Linked DNA regions of Sus scrofa: regions 1, 2 and 4 are each linked to region 3. Evidence: chromatin contacts called from public HiChIP or PLAC-seq and promoter capture Hi-C data. All regions are on one chromosome and are shown on one strand. Each heading gives the region's core, a stretch centred on a gene start, on an enhancer-like site or on the middle of the called end of the contact. The rest is flanking DNA. Distances are from core to core; before and after follow the strand shown. Region 1 holds the start of MAP7D1 (MAP7 domain-containing protein 1). Region 2 holds the start of STK40 (serine/threonine-protein kinase 40). Region 3 holds the start of ZC3H12A (endoribonuclease ZC3H12A). Region 4 holds the start of EVA1B (protein eva-1 homolog B).

Region 1 (2,700 bases), core at 178-2,677, 1.2 Mb after region 3:
GGGGTGGGGGAGGGGGCAGCTGTCAGAAGATGCGTCTGTGGCCCAGAGCCGCCGACGCCGCCACAGCCTTTATTTTTAAACTTCCAAGTGGTCAGAGGGCGCGGCGAGGGAGGGGTCCCCGCTGAGCGGGCCGGCCTCATCCTCGGCCTTCCCGAGGCCCCTAGATGCCCCTCTCCCATCTATCCTCTGGCATACCTGGGGGTGCGCCGGCACCCGGCTCCGAACGCGAGCCGCTCTCCATGGCTGCGGCGTTACGGCTGGGGGGGTATCTCGGGGGTCTCAGCGGCGACGGCGGCGGCGGCCGGCGGCCAAGATAGGGGTCCCGCGGCGCATCACGCCCGGCCCGGCCCGGCGGGCAACGATTCGGAGGTGGAGGGAGCTCCGGAGAAGGTCGAGGCTGACTCGGCTGGTGGCCTGCGGGCTCGGACTCGCCGGCCGCCCAGTGTCTGCCGGCTCCGGCCGCGATTCTGCTCCTTGCCAGTCGCCGGCCCAGTCCCGGCCGCGGCCCAACCCTATTGTACCGCCCGGGCTGGGCCTGGCCTCCCCGCCGGCGCGTACCAAGTGCGACGCGGGGAGAGCCGCCCCCGCAGCGCCGGAGCACTGAGCGGCCGCGCGCGCGCCCCGCCCCCGTCCTGGGGCGCGGGACCTCGAGCCTGGGGACGCCTCTAATGCGGGCTGCGGTGGAGGGGACGCCACGACACCCGGAGAACGCCCGTCCAGCTGCCTCCCCCGCGGCCGCGCGTTGGTATGCGCCGCAGCGTGAGCCGACTATGTAGGGAGCGCTTTGGTGACTCACCCGCCGCTGGGACTGAGGGGAGTAGGGGGGAGCCGGGATGGGAACCCCCAATCCCACCCTGGAGCCTGGGAGCTCCGGTTCTGGGGATCTCAGCGGCAGCTTCCAGTCTACATTCTCTCCCAAGCCCACCTCCAATAAATTCACCTGGGAACGTGGGGAGACCTGAAGGAGGGTCACAAGAAGCTCCCTAAAAGGGCTATGCTTTCTCTCCCCCGGTGATGGCTGGGGTGGGGAGAGGCCCGGGAACCTTTACGCCTGCCCTTCCTCCATCATCCCACAGTTGGTGTCTTCCCTGCTCCTCTGGGGTAATTACAGACCTGCACCACTGCTTTACCCAAGTCTCTAATCTTCTGGGTCTCTCCCGGCTCCAAACTGGGTGGTCCAGGCTCTGAACCACCCCCAGCCCCATCAGAGGACCCCTCCAGGTTCTCCGAAAGGATTTTTCTCCCCTGTGTCCTGTGGAAGGAGGCAATAAGTCCCTTCTGACTCCCCTCCCCCAAAGTAGTCCTATTTCCCAGGCCTGGGGAATCGATCCCCCAATCCCCTTGCTAGTGCCAGCTGAGGTGGGGCCTCAAGCCGAGTCAGGCCCAGCTTGAGCAGAGAGCTGGGAGCTTGCTGGGAAGGTGGATCGATGATGGTGCTGCAGGGATTGACAGAGGGGAGGAAGGAGGAGGCGCAGCTGGGCCCTGGCCACCCCATCCCTGCCCTTTGTCCTGACCTCCAGAAGGTCAGTTGTCTGGTTCTCCGTTGCCCAAAGATTAGGCCCAGCGATATGCTGTCCTCTGTCCCCCTCCCCTTTCCCGCCAGTGCCTCCTTTGAGCAGCTCCAGAGAGCAGCCATTTCAAGGCGGAGGGTTGGGAACAAAAGAGTCTGAGTCTCAGGCCACCTGGGAGCTGACTGTCCTGGGAGGAATGAGTAGTTGGGGGCCCGACCCTTCTTGGGAGGGCCCTGGAGGGAAAATACTACCTTCCCCAGTCCGAAAACATTAGCAAAGGATAATGATAGAAAGCCTGCAACTAGAGCTGGTCATCTTAAGCTACTGTCTTAACTTTTCTGAAACCCAGTTTGCTCACATAAAATCAGGAAGATAATTATATTGAGGGAACATGGGGTCGATGTAAAGGTGATTAAGGCAACGCAGATGAAGTGCTTAGTACTGAGCCTGGCGTATAGGAATAAATAAGGGTGGTGATGATGATGAGCTTCAAAAATACAAGTGCATTAAGATGAGAAGCAGATCCCCCATCTTTATTGCCAGCCATCCTATCTGACAATAAAGATCCCCAGGGGGATGATGGAGCCCAGGACTGTCCTTTGTGAGGTCACCCTGTGGATGAGGGAGCCCAGGACTGACCTTTGGGAGGTCAGAGGCCTCAGGGCCTGCATCTTCCAGAGCTGAACCTGCCCACCCCGACCCAGGCAGTGACTAGACTCAGAATTCAGGAACAGAATCCAACAGGGGAAGGGCCTTCCGGGATGGTTCTCCCTCACCCCCATACACAATCTTGAGACTGTTGCAGGGACAAAGACATATATAGGTGAGAATAGTGAGGTACCCTCATTAGCTAGAGCTCCAGGGCAGCGGAGGGGGGAAGGATGGCTGAAAATGAAAGGATAGGCCAGGGATGGCCTATGTAGGAGGATTTGAATGCCAATTGGCATCATGATCTATACAGTGGAGGTCTTGGGGAGCTGCTGAAGGTTCTTCGGAAGGGGAAGGATTGGCTTTAGAACTGGAAATCCTCCATTGTGTCTAATGGTGGGGGATTGACTTTGAGGAGCTCCCGCAAAGAGACAGTGTAGGGTATTAGCCTACTCAGTGGTTCTTAACTAGAGGCAGTTTTGCTCCCCAGGGACATTTGGCAATATTTAGAGGCATTTGTGGTTGTCGTAACTAGGGGTGT
Region 2 (2,700 bases), core at 58-2,557, 1.1 Mb after region 3:
TGTCACCGTGTGTGTGTGTGTGTGTGTGGTGTGTGTGTGTGTGAGAGAGAGAGAGAGAGAGGTCTCATGTTGGTGTCCTGGTGACAATTTTTCATTTCCTCTGACTGGCACCTTTCCTTTCTATTCATTACCTCTTCTACTCTCCTCTTTCTCTTCCTCCTCTTTGTTAAAATTCTCTATTTTGAATCTGCTGAGAGCCTCTTGGGGGTGGGATGGTGGTGTCAGCTCCAAGTGATTCATCTAGCTGATAATTAGAGCTCTGGAAAACCCAACACTCATTCCTGTCAGAGTCAGGGCTTCCGGAATCCCTAGGCTTTTCCCTTTGTCAGAGAGAGGAGCTTGCGGGGCCAGGCTGGGCCAGGCTTCCTTGTACTTGACTTTCAGCCTTCCACTGCTCAGTAACTATGAGCATTCTTTTTTTTTTTTTTTAAATGGCCTCACCTGCAGCATACAGAAGTTCCCAGGCCGGGAATGAATCCAGGCTTCAGCTGCTGGGTCGTTTAACCTACTGCACCAGGCTGGGGATCAAACCCAAGCCTCCACAGCGACCTGAGCGACTGCAGTCAGATTCTTAACCCACTTGATCCCACCAAATGTTACCTCTACTTTGACAGAGAAGGTTAGAGAACTTGCACACAGTCACTCACCTTGTAAGGGATACAGCAAGGACTCAAATCCAAACTTTTCGGCATCTGCCAGTCTTGGTTCAAATCACAGCCCTGCCGTTATTAGCTGTGTGTCTTTGGACAGGTTACTTTCCCTCTTGGAGCTCAAGCTTCTCCATCTATTCACAGACCCTTAATGGCTGATGTCTCTAAAGTGCTTAACATAGTATGTGACAGCACAGTGGGAGCTCTCTTTATTATTGTTATTCAGCCCTGTCAGCTCAGCGTGCACCAGGCACTCAGAGACAAAGAGATGGACACAGGAGGAAGTAGCCAGACTCACACCAACTCTCCCGTCCTAGTACTGCCTGTGTAGGCAATGACAGATAAGTGCCAGCCACACACCCTAGGGAAACGCAGCAATGCACACAGGATTGAACACGTGTGCCCACACAGGGATACAGAATGACACCCCCGGAGTTAAACAGTCAGACGCAACAGTCAGACGCGGCAAACACCCTGGCTCACACCTCGGAGACAAAGGAATAGAGCCCTGGTCGCTAGTGCTGCTGCGACGGAGCCCTTTTAGCTGCTTCTGCAAACCAGCAGAGGGAAGCCAGGCTCTCAAAGGGCCGCAGTGAGTCACCAGCCTGATGCAATCCCTTTAAAGGGCTCATCTGCTGGTGCAAGAAGCTGATTCATGGAGGGCGTGGTTGCTGGAGGAGGAGGAGAAAGGGACCGAAACTGCTGCAGGAGGGGCTGAGGTTAGGTGGCTGGAATAGCTAATAGGAACTCTTTACTGTAAACCTCCTTGGTCAAGACTCCAGAGATCTTCAGATTGAAGCGGGGTTTCTAAAAAACCGAGGGGCCCAGAGGGAAATGAATTGTGAGGGCTGCGACAGGAATTCCAGTCATTGATTGAACCTCACGGCAGCGCTCTCCGCTCAGGACTCCAGAAACCGAGAAATGGGGGTCAAGGAAGAATCACTTTTTTGATAAATACACTACAGCTGGCCGATCTTCAGACTGCTGGACACGTCTCCAAGCCCGGGAGGGCAAGTGTAGGGCACCAGAGGCTCAGTGAAGTCGGGGCGGGAGCGGTGCCTCCTGGCCTGGCTCACAGCTGACATAGATAAGCGGTAAGTACCGCCCCTTAGAGTCTAGGCCTCCAATCGTTCCCCAGGTTTCGGCCAGGGCCCCGCCCTTAACCAATCCTCCGTCGGATTCTGGCCTCTTGCCTGAAGGCTTCCGCCCATCGTCAAGATGGCGCCCAATCCCTGCGCCTTGGGCGGTAGACACCAGCGAGGGGCGGGGCTGTGGCTCGGCCCGGGAGGAGGGGGCGGTGCGTCACTTCCGTTGTCAGGTGGCGGCGCCGCAGCCATGGAGGGAGGCGGCGGCGGTGGTGGCGGATGGGGCTGCTGTGCTGAGAGGCGACGGTGAGCGGCTCCCACGCCCCCGGCCCGGCCCCGGCCCCCCGGGACGGAGCGCCGAGCAGCCCCGGCTCCGGGCTACGGACTATGGGCGAGTAGCGCTGAGCACCGGGGGAAGGTGAGAGAGGGGCTCTGGAGCGGGGAGTCGGGCGCCGGGGGGGGGGTGCAGGTTGGCGGGGCGGGCCTCGGGGGCTGTGGCGCGGGGACCAGGGTGACAGCCTGAGGCTGTCCGGCTGCAACAGAAACGGCAACAGCGAATACCCGGTCCTCTACCGGGTCTGCCCTTCCCGGGTGCCGAGTACCGGACGGCTGTGGAGAGTCTCGGTCCCCCCGCAACCCTGGGAGGTGGCACTGCCAGCCTAGTCCGGAGTCACTCCGCCAGTCAGTGAAGGTGCCGGATTTGAACCAGCCAGATTTTTCCCAAAAGACGCCCTCTGCCTCTCCATGCTGCCCTCCTGATCCCGAGAGTGACTTGGAAGTTGGAACGAGTCCCCAGGGAGGACCAGCCAGGGCTTCCTCCAGGAACCCTAACCCGCTGGCACGGGCACCATCGCTATTGGGGAATTTTCGAATTCCGGGCGGCATACAGGTGCGAGTCTGAGCTACCTGTGCTTGCCGGTGCTACGTTTGGTTAGCCTTTTCCAAGGAGAGAGCCTGCTGCTATG
Region 3 (2,700 bases), core at 68-2,567:
GAGGGCAGGGGTCCGGTGACACCTGGCACTCCCGCTCGGCCGCTGACCCATGCTTCACCAGCTCGCCCAGCACTGTGTTGGTGTCTGCCTGGACCCCCAGCTTCTGCAGGACACTGTGGATCTCGGCAGAGGAGTAGCCCAGCTTCCGGAAGAAGTCAACCTTCATCTGTAGCTCCGTGGTCATCACCTCCTCGGCAGTGGGCTCCTGGGCCGGCCTTGGGGTCTCTCGGCAGCTTTTGTGGTCTTCAAGTTCCCACAGATTCATGGTGGGGCCGGGTGGGCCTCTTTCCACTGGCCACTCACAGCTCAGACTGGTGAAAGGCACTTGTCACAGCTCCTGGAGGACAAGCACAAAAGTTAGGGACGGGGAATGATTCTCTCCAACTCCCACCCCATCCAAGAGGATGAGGCCACACTAGGGGCAGTATGAAAAGCCATTTGGGGGTGTTACCTCTGTTATTCCTCCAAAAGCCCTCCCAGGGAGGGATCCTCAAGTCCCATTACATAAAGGATGAAACTGAGCCACAGACAGTAAGAACTTGCTCAAGGTCATCCAGCTGTTAGCGGGTGGGGCAAGGATTTGAACTTAGGCAGTCTGATTACTCCTCCCCCTCTACCCTCAGCCCTCCCCCTCCTCGACAAACTCAGGGACCCAGAAGTCGCGGGTGGCCTTCGAGGGCCTCGCCGCGCCCCCACAGCCGCGGGGCGGGGTTTTCAGATGGAAACCCGCTGGGTTGCAAGTGCGCTAGAAGGGGGGCGGGGGTTCCCCGTCGAAACCATCAACCATCGTCTTCTCCAGTCCGTCTGCCGCGTGCTTGGAACCCAGGCTCAGGAGGCGGAGGGCCAGTGGCCAGACGCCCGGACCGGGGGAGGGGAAGTTTCCGGGGCGACCCACCACCAGCGAGAAAAGTTGCCGGGAAACTCTGGTTGGCCTCCGGGCTCGGTGACGCGGAGGCTGTCCCGGCCCAGAGCCTCTCGCTCGGCTCCCCCTCCAGACTTCGGTCTTCCTACTCCCAGGATCCCCCAACTTGGGCTAAGTTGGAAGCGGTCCCGAGGACCGGCGAGGCCGGAGGGGACAGGCCCCACGTCCCTCCGGCTCCGGTCAGTCCCAGCCTGCGCCCACCCCACCCCCCCTCCGCCCGCCCCGAGGTCCGCGCCCCCGCCGCGCGCGCGCGCGCGCGCCTCACCCCACCGTGCGCCGGCCGCGGCGGGCGGCGTCTCCATGGGGCCGAGTCCCGGAGGCTAGGCCGGCGGCGCCTTTATACCGGGCGGGTGGGCGGGCAGGTGGCGTTCGGGACCGTGACGCGGAAGCTGGGCAGGGGAGGCGAGAGCCGGCCCGAGCGGCAGGGGGCGGAGCGGCCACCGCCCCTTCCTGCTCCGCCCCCTGCGCCGCCCCGCCCCGCCCTGGCCTCCGGCCCCGCCCCCGCAGCCGGAGCGCGCTCTGCCCGGCCAGGAATGTGGTCAGCGGTCGCCGTTCGCAGCCCCTTATTTGAGCCTCGAGGCGCCCCCGGGGCGGCGCGATCTGCAGGGCAGGAGTGTACGGCCAACAGGCATAAGGTAAGCCCAGGTTGGACCAGGTAAGCGATCCGAGTCTGGCGCGGGCTGACCGAGAGTACGGCAGTACAACACAGGTATAGCTGCGGTCGTTCAGACTTAAGTATGCGGAAGGTACAGTCTGGGGTGCATCGAGTGAATCAAGTGCACAAAGGTTGGTCCACACACCACGGGAGGCAGAGCCATGGTTATAAAGACAGGTACACCCAGGCGGGCACCTTTCTCATTGAGACAGGAAGACTCAACAGGTAACCGTGACTGGAGCAGGTACACAGAAGTGGGGCCCCACCCAGGGCCAAGTACATTTTTTTTTTTTTTTTTTCTGAAATAAGGACCTTGCTGGGATAGAAAGGCAGGTACAACCTGCCTTGTCCCAGCTGGAAAGACTTGCAAGCAGCACCAGGAGCTCCAGTTCCATGGCACCAGGTGCCACCTATGTCACTTTTGAAATCACCAGTGACCCCACCTAGCTAACTCCCTGCTTTGTTGCCTGGTCATCTTTAAAGACCCCGAAGGATCTCCACGTCAGTGCCCCCCAGGCACAGCAACCCCAGGAGCTGGCCTCCAGGAGAGAGAGAAAACAAGCCTTCCCCCAGATCACATCCAGGGCTGGGCTCCTCTCTGTGCTCCCCACCACTCCTGCTGAGCACTGTGTGTGCCGGTAGCCTTAATCTTCACACAAGGGCCACTTTTAGAGTTGAGAAAAGTTCAGTGAAAAGTGCTGTATATTTAGACATGTGCTCATGTGTAGTAACTCCCTTTAAGATAGTAAGAATATTAAATGAGTCCAGATTAATCAGCATAATGATGATAGTCAACCACAGCGATAATGCCTCGCATTTATGGAGGACTCACTGGGCGGCAGGCACGGTGCCAACGCCTTGCAGACACTTCCGTGCCTTTGCATCTCTCCTCCTCGGCCCAGGAGTGCTCTCCCCTTCTTCCCTGGCTACAGCTGCCTGGCCAATTCTGTTCCTCTTTTGGATGATGTCACCTCCTCTGTGAGGCCTGCCCAGACTCCTTTGGTGCTGAGTTGCTTCCTCCTTAGTGCTCCCACAGCACCCTGCCTGTGTCCCTACGTGCTGGATTGTGATTGCCTGCTTGGACCGCCTCCGGGGCCAGGGCCGGGCTGGGACTCCGCCTGTA
Region 4 (2,765 bases), core at 32-2,531, 1.1 Mb after region 3:
TCCAGCCTGGACGGAGAGGGGGGTCACTGGCCCACAGGCCTCAGGCTGTGCCTTCAGCTATGTCTGCAATTTCCTCTCCCCCTTCCTTCCCTCCTCCTCTCTAAGACTCCCGCCAAGAAGGCCTCCCCCTCACCCCAGCCCAGCACAGGAAGGGGGGCCCAAAAGGGGGGGCCTGGGAGTCTCGGCAGGAAGAAGACCCGGGCTGCACGCTGATCACACAGACATTGCAGGCACAAGCCCTGAGCCCAGGTGGAAATGTGCACGTGCACAAGCAGGTTTAACCAGGAGCCAAACATACCTCTGCCCCTCGATCTGGTGCAGAAGAGCACAGGGGCCAGCAGGGGCCCCGAGCTGGGTTCTGCAAGGCTGGCCTGGACCTGGCTTGAAGCCAGAGTCCAACATTCATTAACCCTGCGTGACCAGAGCTGGGCCAGCTGGACACACTCACCACCGGGGCTCTGGGAGGAGGGGATGAGAGCCTGGCCCTGGGCTGTGTCTGAGCCTCAGCGGGGAGGGCTGGCACCTGAGCTGCAGAAAGGGGCAATCTTCCCTGGGTCAGGAGGCCTCCTGAGGGAAGGGGTTAAGAGCCCAGGGTCAGAGAACAGTGGGTTTAAATCCTGACCAGTTAGGGAAAGTTATTCAGTCTCTCCATGACTCAATTGTCTCATCTGCCAAGTGGGAATAATGGTCCCTATATTATAGGGTTGTTATAAGGATTAAGTGAAAAAATATATATATATATTGTAGGAGTTCCCCTTGTAGTTCAGCGGTAAGGAACCCAGCTAGTATCCTTGATGCGGATTTGATCCATGGCCTCGCTCAGTGGGTTAAGAATCCAGCGTTGCAGTGAGATGTGGTGTAGGTTTCAGATGCTGCTGGGATCCCTCAGCGCTGTGGCTGTGTTGCAGGCTGGCAGCTGCAGCTCTGATTCCACTCCTAGTCTGGGAACTTCCATATGCTGCACGTTCACCCCTAAAAAGACTCTATATATACACACACACATATATACACACACACACTATATGTATATATAGTAAAGGGTTTAGCCCACTGCCTGGCACCTAGGCAAAACTCCATGCCCATTAATATTATTGTTGTTATTAGTAGCCTGGGGGCGGGCCCCTGCAACCGGCCTCCCCAGCGGTTTCCTGTGGGGGAAGCAGACGGCCCCTCAGGCCTCGCCGCCGCACCCCCCCCCCAGTCACCCTCCTCTCCCCTTCCTCTCCCAGCCCTTTTCCTCCCCGCCTCCCCCTGCCCCGCCCCGCCCTGTCCCTCCTCTTTCCTCGGAGGAAACTTTCCGCCGGCTGGTCCATTGGCCCGTGTCCGGCCCGCGCTGCCGCGGCCTGGGAGCTGAGCCGGGCGGACGGGACCGGACGGGGCGGGAGCGGCCGGGCCCCGGGTGTCTGCGGCCTCCGGACGCGCCGGGGCCGGGCAGCGGGGCGGCGCTGACGGTGAGTGAGCCCGGGCCTCCGGGCTGGGGGATCTCCGCGGGGCGGGCTTGGTGGGAGAGGGAGGCGACTTCGCTCCGTGGAGCCCGCCCAGGGAGCGGGGAAGGCTCCCGCGTCTGTCTCCTGCATCCTGCTTCCTGGACTGCGAAAGCGGGCCTCGTTTGGGGATCCCACCTGGGACGGAGCCTCCTGCGGCCCACTCCCTCGACAAGCAGCGTGTTGGGGCGCGCACGCCCGGAGGAAGGATCCCCCCAGCCAGGGCCCAGGTCTGCAACGGAGTTAGGAAGCCGCTTTCTCCAGGGTGGAAGCTAACCGGCTGGGGCTGCCCTTCCAGGGAGCGGAGCTGCCCCGAGGAGGAAGCGGGGTCGGGGTCGGCTCTAGAGGGGGAGAAGGATCTGACCTTGCCGACCTCGCAGGCTGACAGGGGAGCCGCGCTCCCAAAGCAGCATGGATGCCCCCCGAAGGGACATGGAGTTGCTCAGCAACAGCCTGGCGGCCTACGCGCACATCCGCGGTGAGGGCAGGCCCCGGGACAGGGTCCCTCCCTGCCTCCTTCGGCCCCAGTTCACCCAACCCCTCCCCTCCTCCCTCCCCTCTCTTTAGAACCCCCCCTTAGCCAGTCACCTACGCCGCACCTCCCCCATCCTCACTCCCCACCCCACCCCCCTACTGCCCGATGGCGGCTACCTAAGGTCCTCCAAATAGGGGATTCTGTCCTTGCTCCCAAACTTAGAACCTGGAGTCTTTCCAGATGGGATGACTCCCACTCTCCAGGGCCCCTCCATGACTTCTGTACTCTGACCCCTAGCCAACCCTGAGAGCTTTGGCCTCTACTTCGTGCTGGGCGTCTGCTTTGGCCTGCTGCTCACCCTGTGCCTACTAGTCATCAGCATCTCCTGCGCCCCGCGCCCGCGGCCCCGAGGCCCCGCTCCTCGCCGCGACCCTCGCAGCAGCACCCTAGAGGCTGAGGACGATGACGACGACGACGACGACGAGGACACGGTGACGCGGCTGGGCCCTGACGACACGCTGCCTGGCCCGGAGCTCTCCGCGGAGCCCGACGGGCCCCTGAGCGTCAACGTCTTCACATCCGCGGAGGAGCTGGAGCGGGCACAGCGGCTGGAGGAGCGGGAACGGATCCTGCGGGAAATCTGGCGCACCGGACAGCCCGATCTGCTGGGCACCGGCACGCTGGGGCCCAGCCCCACGGGCACCGGCACCCTGAGCCGAATGCACTATTACTGACTGGCCCCGCTCCCGCTGCAAGGCGCTCTGCATACTGGACATGCATAGGAGCTCCGAACTGCCCCAGGACCT

What was found. Promoter capture Hi-C pulls out the DNA fragments that hold promoters and counts their contacts. HiChIP or PLAC-seq counts read pairs in DNA pulled down with a chosen protein or histone mark.
Region 1: an H3K27ac HiChIP or PLAC-seq map of alveolar macrophages shows a contact between it and region 3. The contact joins the promoter of MAP7D1 here to the promoter of ZC3H12A in region 3. A contact is called at or near these places in 1 of 5 promoter capture datasets (liver), 1 of 47 Hi-C or Micro-C datasets (embryonic fibroblasts) and 1 of 2 datasets of contacts at active chromatin or transcription factors (alveolar macrophages).
Region 2: a contact with region 3 is called in a promoter capture Hi-C map of liver, with 7 times the contacts expected there. The contact joins the promoter of STK40 here to the promoter of ZC3H12A in region 3. A contact is called at or near these places in 1 of 5 promoter capture datasets (liver) and 1 of 2 datasets of contacts at active chromatin or transcription factors (alveolar macrophages).
Region 4: a contact with region 3 is called in a promoter capture Hi-C map of liver, with 5 times the contacts expected there. The contact joins the promoter of EVA1B here to the promoter of ZC3H12A in region 3. A contact is called at or near these places in 1 of 5 promoter capture datasets (liver) and 1 of 2 datasets of contacts at active chromatin or transcription factors (alveolar macrophages).

What each region holds. Positions count from the first base shown.
Region 1 is chr6:92,296,719-92,299,418 of Sscrofa11.1, reverse strand. MAP7D1 (MAP7 domain-containing protein 1) reads right to left here and starts at 1,427. Exons shown (of 18, transcript XM_021095927.1): 1 at 196-1,427. The coding sequence starts at 241.
Region 2 is chr6:92,482,970-92,485,669 of Sscrofa11.1, reverse strand. STK40 (serine/threonine-protein kinase 40) reads left to right here and starts at 1,307. Exons shown (of 11, transcript XM_021095940.1): 1 at 1,307-1,744.
Region 3 is chr6:93,539,951-93,542,650 of Sscrofa11.1, reverse strand. It overlaps ZC3H12A (endoribonuclease ZC3H12A), which reads right to left and starts at 1,317. Exons shown (of 6, transcript XM_021095963.1): 1 at 1,193-1,317; 2 at 1-337. The coding sequence starts at 265.
Region 4 is chr6:92,430,680-92,433,444 of Sscrofa11.1, reverse strand. EVA1B (protein eva-1 homolog B) reads left to right here and starts at 1,281. Exons shown (of 3, transcript XM_021095937.1): 1 at 1,281-1,451; 2 at 1,865-1,962; 3 at 2,257-2,765. The coding sequence starts at 1,896. The coding sequence ends at 2,693. It overlaps LOC106508711 (a long non-coding RNA gene), which reads right to left and starts at 777. Exons shown (of 3, transcript XR_001305726.2): 1 at 1-777.